Regions from separate parts of the Mustela erminea genome. Here region 1 is linked to region 2. A link is a contact called in public Hi-C data. All regions are on one chromosome and are shown on one strand. Each heading gives the region's core, a stretch centred on a gene start, on an enhancer-like site or on the middle of the called end of the contact. The rest is flanking DNA. Distances are from core to core; before and after follow the strand shown.

Region 1 (4,184 bases), core at 194-2,693, 79 kb after region 2:
GGAGAAATTGGGGAGGGGGGGGGAGGCTGTGGTTGCAGGGAAAGCAGGGCTGGTAAGGGTTCAAACTTCAGTAAGGACACTCTCATCCAAAAGGAAAAATGACAAATGTTGGAGTTTGAAGGCTCAGAGAAGAATCAGGCCACTTTTACCTTCTCAGAGGTGTAGGAATTGTTCTTACATTCAGCTTTCGCCCAGTTTCTCCCACTCCCTCATTCCAACTTCCAAGAGATAAAGAGAGCAGGCCTCCCAGTCAGGACACACCCTCCCCCACACCCTGGATCCCCTCCCCACTACAAATACTGAATCCCCCCACCCCCACTCTGAATCACACAAGTTAGCTCCCACTTCAGGGAATGAATCCCAGAGATTCACTTAAGATAAACTATCTTCCCATCTCCTTTTTCTGTCTTCATTCGTAACTTCTATCTCTAATCTCACTCCCACTACCACCCAAAACATTAAGGGGAAAAAAAAAATCAAATTAAGATGATCAGAGGCCCAAGACCCAGGAGAGGGGAAATGAAGCATCCCCACACTGAGAACCACCACCAGAAAATTCAGCATTCCCCATAGGCTGACTGACACTCAGAGGTCAGAACAGCCTCCCCAGAGCAGGCAGGGAGGGATGCACGGGAAGGGGGAGGGGAAAATCGGAACTGTGCCCCCAGCTATCCGGCACCCACAGAAACACGCGATTCAACTGCCTAAATCTAAAGAAAAGACTTATACAAAAAATACCTATTTCCCATACGGAGAGGGCAAGTTGGGCCAATTAGAAACCAGGCAGGAAGGACAAAGGGGGAAAGCAGAATGACTGAAAACAAACCAAAACGAAAAGACGGAATGAAAGCCATGGGGAAGAGGAGGAGGATGAGGTAGGCTAGAGCGGTGGGGAAAAGGGATACATGGAAATGTGAAGCTCTCACCCTTCTTTGCTTTCTGATAACATGATTTTTTTCTCCCCCTGGAAGTGCTGTTTATCCCTTTCTGGAATGGAAGAAATAACAAAAACCAAACAAAAAAAATCCTAAAAATTAAAAAAAAAAACCCGCAACACCTTCCTTGTCCCAAGAGCCCACCACCTCCTCCCCAGCCACCCGATCCAGAGAGAGAAAATCGAGATGCAGCAACTGGGGATCCAAAAAATGGTAAATGGAAGGGGAGGTGGTGGTGGTGGTGGTGAGAGGGGAGGCTAAAATAGATCTGGCTTTTAAGAGATAAGCGTTAAGTCCTCACGGCAAACCCCGAGTTCAGCTGGATTGGTCTCTCTGGAGAAGGAGGAGGAAGAGGGCCAGGCTGCTGGTAGTGGCTGGCTCTATTGTATTGGCGGAGCGGCGGCGATCAGCCGGAGACATGCAGGGGAGCCATCTTGCCACTTACCCAGCAGCCCGTGTGTGCGGATGGGGGAGGGCCCTGCTGCAGCAGGGGAGGGGAAAGAGAAGAGGGAGGGCGCTGAGTGAGCAAGGTTCTTATCCTCTGGCAGGCCACAGGGAGCTCACTGCTGGCTCAAGAGGCCTGGCCTTTTTCCTTCTTTTCTCAGGTTACAACAGCTACCGAGGCCTAACCCCACAGGGAAAGGGTGCACTCTCCTTGTCTTCCCAGGGGGCGGGGGCGGGGGGCTGGGTGGAGAGGACATACAAAGTTACAGCTGCTTGCCTGGAAGATTCCAGAGAAAAGAAGAAAGGGAAACAGCCGAGTTTGGGAATTAAAAATGACTAAAGAAGGAAGATAACAAAGTCAAAGTTTAAAAAGACACAGAATGGAGGGTCATGAGCAATTTTTCATGTGCCCACCTCCTTCCATCCTAGAAGCCAGTCAGCTGTTCATGCAGGGAGGTGGGATGAGAACTGGCTCTATCCAATCACTGGAGGAGCTAGCTGGCTGCTCACCCTAAGCAATGACCACGTGTTATTACTCCAACCTGTCTTTTCTCCAGGGATGGCGGGAGGAGAGGATAGAAGAGAGCTCCTTTTTGAATTACCAGTAGAGAGGGGGAGAGATGTCTCTGAAGAGATGACAGACAACTTTGTTTCACAGAGTCTTTAATCAGGTCACCCTGCCCTGGGGTCCACTGGAGCCAGAAAGGAAAAGGATAAACAGGGCAAGGGGACCTTGGGTAGCTGAAGCATGAAGGCCACTTCTTGGAGCAAGGGCTCCAAGGTGGGGGCTCCGAAGTAGATAGGAAGCCAGAGAGAGCTGTTACATGGGCGGTTGGTGGGGGGGGGGGGTGTAGAGGGCTGTCTGCTGGGCCTGAAGTGTTTGGGAACTAAATGGAAATTATTAATCATGGGCATCTTCACCAGACTAAATGTGAAATAAGCTGACTCTAACCACTCAAAAAACAAAACAAAACAAAAAAAAACCACACTCAGTAGATGCTCAAAGACTCCTTTTTTGACTACAGAGATGCTCCTTTTGCATCCTAGCGGCAGCAGAGGTTTAACAGTAAGGTATTTAATCAAAAGCTTGGTATTTATTATCTCATTTGTAGTATCAGAGCTTTCAGCCAGGAATAAATTTTCCTCCCCACTCCTTAGAATCTTGTACATGCTGACTACATGCTAAAGTGGTCATGTTTACACATTACTCTAAAAGTTCCCTTTCACTTAGTCATCCCTGTCTGCTCATTAAGACTCTGAGCTCTGCAGTCAAACTGGCTAGGGCCCAATCATGACCTGACCTGTTCCCACACAAGTTCTGTGACACTGGGCTAGTCTCTGATCCTGTAAAGTGGGGATCACAAAATACCTATCTCATGGAACAGTATGATAAGGCTTTGCCCTCAGAAGTCTGGCTTGGACAACATTCCAGGTCAAGGTAAGGATATGCATTAAAAACATGTACATTTAATATGCCATTTATCTCATTTGATACCACCTATGGAGCTTTTTCTGAGTTTTCTCAAAGAGTAGACTGCACTTTCTCTGATGTGAAGGCACTCAGTAGTTGGTCTGACAGGTTTTCAGCAAGGACCTCATCACTTTATAATAACCGCTGGATGACTTGCCCCACACCTCCACCTTGTAGGACTCCTCAGGGTCAGGGACTACATTTCTCAACCCTAGCCCAGGGCCTAACACAAAGAAATGGTCAGTAAATATTTCTGAACTAGGCTGTCATTGTGTGTACCAAGTGGACACTTTAATGACTGCCTGCTGATCTAAGTTTTCTTCTTCTTGAAGTAAGCTCTACACCCAATGTGGGGTTTGCACTCATGACCCCAACATCAAGAGTCGCATGCTCTCAACAGAGCCACAAAGCACCCCAAAGTTTTCTTCTTAAACATCACTTTAGATGGAATTCCCACAAGGAATGTTACCTCACAAAGAATGTTACCTTCCAACATCCTCAAATAAACGTTCTCTATCCATCAACTGTCTTAAAATAGTTTCAGCTGCCAATATGCCTCTCCAGAAGTAGCTTCCCTGGAGGAAAAATTTTTCTTTCATTGGAAATTCTTTCTCGTTTTTCAAGAATGAGAATGTTATGACATTATCCTTGGCCTTCTTTAGACTCAGTGAGTTTGTGTCATCTATTTCCCCAGAAACAATTCTGTGGGATCCAGGATTCCAAAGACTTTATTTTCATAAGAAAAAGGGGAATCCTTGAAACTGCCCCCAAAAGAGACTCAAACCTACTGGCTTGCAGGACCAGTCCCAAAGCCTTGTCAGCTACTTGTCAGAGGTCCACACAGCTTTTCTTTGTAGCCCTTTTTAAACAAAAGGCATCTAGACATCTCCCTTCCCACATTTAAGTTCTTGCACAAATATTTCTGGTATCTTTGAAAAATCTGTGAAACTGCATGGGGGCTTAGGGACAGGAGACCTCTATCCATAATTGAACAGCACAAAAAGCATCTGCAGCCCAGAAGAAAAGGACAGAACTATTTGGAGATTAACAACATCACATTATAGTTCATATCTAAGATTCAGAAAAAAAGAGAAGGAAATTTCTACAGGCATGTATGTTTGAATTTTAGTTACTGCAGAAAATTCACGAGGAGCTGAGGACCTGATATGAAATAGTGGGATGCGACTATTCTCAGGCAGTGAGTCTTAAATACAGAATACCGCAGGGGCATACTAGTTTCAAGATAACCAAGGATGATATGATTTGGGGGGTATGTCCTTAGATTCCAATTTCTCAGTAAGCAAATACCATTGATGAGCACCAATAAATTCTAC
Region 2 (3,782 bases), core at 988-3,487:
TGTGGACCAAACCGAGGGCCAGGTTATTTCTGGCAGTTACACAGGGTCGTTAACCTGCTAGGGATGCTGGTGTCCAGGTGGTCATGGCTTCTGCCCTGACTCCCCCGGAGGATGGGGTAAATAGAAGAGACCCACCAGGTCTCTGCTTAAATGCTCAGGCACCCAACAAGCCAGCATGACCCGGACAAGCCAACAGCAGGGTCACTGCTTTCCGTCCCCGAGAGCTTCACCCTCTCTCCCAGGCTCCACTACCCGCCCGCCGCCACAGCTCCGCGCGTGTTAGCAAGCAGCACCCCCCACCCCGCCCCACCTCACCCCACCCTCCGCCCCGCGCCGCGCGGCCAGCCCCGCCCGCGGGCACCTGGAGCGCCCGGGCAGGAGCCGGCACGCACGCGGCCTGCCCGCCCCGCCCCCCACCCGCGCATTCCCCGAATTCCTGCGGGCGGAGCTTGGGCCCGGGTAGGGGCGCGGCGCGCAGAAGCCTGCCGGGGCACCGCCGCCAAGGGGGGAGCAGGATGGGGAGATGCTCTCACTCCCCACTTGGTCCCCTCCCCACGAGGCCTCCTACCGCGAAAAACGGAGGCTCCAAAGCTTCAACTGGGACTCACGAGATAATCAGGGGGTTGAATGTAGCAGGAATAAGGGGCCCACGGTCCATTTGAGACCTAGTGGGAAGGGGAAATCCCTCTTGCCTCTCTTCTAGCTCCGCGTCTCCGCCTCCGACTTCCCGGCGCCGGCAATTTGGGCCGTCGGGGCAGTGAGGAAAGGAAGGCGGTGATGGGTCCCGTCCTGTCCCGTCCCTAACCACTTCTTTGACTCACCGAAGTAATCCTCTCTGGCCTCCGGCTCCCGCATCCGGGCCCGGGCGGCCTCTGGAACGAAAGGACCTGGCGGTTCCTCGAGACCCGACGGCTCAATCCCCGAGGGTTCCCCGCGGGCGCCGGCTTCTCGCCCACCCGTGCCCACCGTCAGGCGCAGCAACGCTGTTAGCTCATCCTGGTATCGGGCGCCCGCGGCGCAGTCCCCGTAGCCGGTCACTGAGTGTCGTCCGGGTTGCGCCCCGCGTCTCTCCAAGGGCCCTGCCGCTCCCACTCCGGCCCCGGCTAGAGCTCCGGGGCTGCCCAGGGCCGGGGGATAGGAGTGGCGGCTTTCCTGGCAGCCGAACCCCGCGGGCCGGTGAGCACACAATCGGTCCAGGGCGGCGTGGAGCTCCGGGTAGGCGGACGGCACCCCTCCAGGGGAATACCCCGCTGGAGCCCCAGCCAAGGGTGGGCCAAACAGACAGGGCCCGGCGGGCAGGGGGCTGCCGTGGCGCTGGTCGTAGCCCATGCTGATGCCGCTGGTGCGATTGCTGCAGGGTCGACTACCTCCGGCTCCGCCTGCCCCCGCCCCGTCCAGCAGCAGGCTACCCCGGGGGCTGGACGGCTTGCTGGCGTCGCTGGCTGAGCTACTGGCGAAACTGGAGCGTGGGCTTAGAGCTGGGGCCGTGGTCTCCAGCCGAAAGTCGGGGGGCAATGACTGAGGTAGAGGCAAGGCCCGGGTGGGAGGCGGCCCCCCGGGGAAGGAGCCCTCGTAGCGCTGCGCCTCAAAGGAGCCGCGCGGGTTCCGCTCAGCGTCCAGGGGGCCCTGCTCCCGGGCTGGCTCCAACGGCTCATCCCCAGGTCCCCCAGTAGCTCCACGGGGCCCTGATTTCCTAGGCCCCCCCAACCCACTCAGACGCCCCTTGCCCGGCCCGGGGGTCCCATCAGACCCAGACCGGCTAGATTCACCCTTTCTGCGGCCGAACTTGGCGCTGCCGGAGTCGGAGAGCCTTAACTTCTCCAGCAGGCGACTGGCTTTCTCCCCTAACCGCTCCATGCCCTCGGGCCTGGGGCCTCCAGCCCCCTCCCCGCCGGGCACCCTGCAGCTTCTCGGCGGCCGCTTCTCTTTTCCAGCGGCCGGACTCCGGTTCCCCGGGGGCACGGGGTAGGCACAGGGGGTCAGCGGGCGGCCCAGATGCCCGGTACCGGGAATCCCGCAGCATCCCCCAGCGAGAGGGGCTGCTTCCCCCCGCGCATCAGGAGTTAAGCGGGGCTAGAAGGGCCTACGGCCGCGGCTGTCCCATCCGCAGGTCAGTCTGTTCACGCGTCCACTCGCCCAGCCGCCCCACTCTCCCCGGCCCCCGCCCCCCTCGCTCTCACACTCAGCACAGACCGAACTTCTCTCCCAAACTTTTGTCTGCCTGGCCGGATCTACTTTCCGGGAGGGGCGGAGCGCTGTGTGCGAGAGGAACGGGGGTGCCTGCGCAGGGATCTCTAGTGCGCCGGAGGGGGAGGGTGGTGCTGGTGCTAACTCCCTGGAGGTGGAGACCCAACGACCGGAGACGAAGGGAGGCCGAGGGGCAGTTTGGGCAGCTGCTACTACATCTCTCAGGAAGTGGGACCGGGAAAAGTGGGGGAGGGGGGCAAGGAACTCTTTGTTTGCAGTTGGAATGCGCGGAGGGGCACGGTGGAATGTCGCGGTCCCTGACGGGGCGACGCGAGGCATGTTCTGCGCAAACATCGTGACTTTGTTCCTACTGTGGGGACTGTGGGAGAGATGAAGAGAGACCGGCACAGAAGTAATGAGACCCATAAAGAGGGGGCAGGGAGAAAGGTAGATACATAAAGAGGTCAGAGACGCGTATGGGAAGAGTCCAGAAGGGCGAGGAAGCCCACGTAGAGAGGTGGTGGAAGACAGGTAGCGAAAGAAAGGGGGAGCTGGAGCAAAGGGAGGAAATCGTGGGTGGTGCGCAGACCGAAGGATGAGCAGACTGCGAAAAAGGCAAATTTGTCCAAGTCCAGACAGAATGAGAGCTCAACAGATAAACTGCAATAAAATAACACCACTTTCTGAACCCAAAGCTCCGCGACGGTAGGGAGGGAAGGAACTTTGGTGTCTATGCAAAAATAGTGAGGAAGAGGGTTGGGACTCATCCCTACCGTCCGGGTAGAACGGTTAGAGGACTAGAAGACACCCCCTGGTGTTGGGAAGAGAGATTTTTAGCAACTCTCTCAGGCGAAAAGGGGGATGGGAGGCCTGGTGTTAGGGCTAACGGACCCCTCCCTGATGGTGGGCCCACAGGAGATTGTGATAAAGGGTAAGCATTAAAAAGGAAGAAAAGAAATGTCATTTAGACGATCTAGCAAGTGAAAATGATCAGGGTGGAAAAGGGAAAGAGAAGGCTTCTAGTGTTGGACGTACTGGAAAAATGAAGAATAAGGAAAGGAAGAAAAGGTGGCTGAAACTAAACGTGTCTAATTAAATACCAGTGCAACTGATTTTGCCCTGACTAGCGTATCAGGGGCAAGGAGCAGAGGAGGTAGAATGGGGAAGGAAATGATTCCTTTGTATTTAGATAGTAAATGAGCATGAAAATTATATGCAAACAAATCATGCATATTATTTTCATTTCAACATTTTGAACACCTTTCCTAATCTTAGTGTAGCCTTAGGGAATGGGGAAGCAAAGGAAGTTAATATCTTTGGGGAAATTAATTTGGCACAAACTATTTGGCTTCTTTGTCCTAGCTGCATTGTCTCCCTGACCTCATCTCTCTGGAGAACCAGCCTCTCTCTTTCCCTGTCAGGCCTACAGCTTTTCTCTGATCCAGAGGAGAGTTCAGTATCAGACTAGAAGCTGGGAACACTGAAAGCATTAGTAACAGAGGGGAGCTATCAGGTTGCATCCAGAACCCGCTGTGAGTGACATCTCCCTCCTTTCCTGTCTCCAGATGGGGAAAGAGAACTTGGATTCTTCCTTC

Evidence for each region. A called contact is a pair of places that touch in the nucleus more often than the background predicts.
Region 1: a contact with region 2 is called in a Hi-C map of fibroblasts, with 3 times the contacts expected there. The contact joins the enhancer-like site here to the promoter of AJUBA in region 2. A contact is called at or near these places in 3 of 3 Hi-C or Micro-C datasets (fibroblasts, skeletal muscle and spleen).

Annotation. Positions count from the first base shown.
Region 1 is chr5:74,816,013-74,820,196 of mMusErm1.Pri, forward strand. All of the region lies in intron 8 of ACIN1 (apoptotic chromatin condensation inducer in the nucleus), which reads right to left. Among named protein-coding and RNA genes, the nearest start is that of CDH24, 12 kb to the left of the region's middle. Within about 2 kb of position 1,444, the one cell type or tissue checked has open chromatin away from gene starts, as enhancers often do. A contact at or near this core is called in fibroblasts, where this site is marked.
Region 2 is chr5:74,736,307-74,740,088 of mMusErm1.Pri, forward strand. It overlaps AJUBA (LIM domain-containing protein ajuba), which reads right to left and starts at 2,238. Exons shown (of 8, transcript XM_032343818.1): 1 at 822-2,238. The coding sequence starts at 1,857.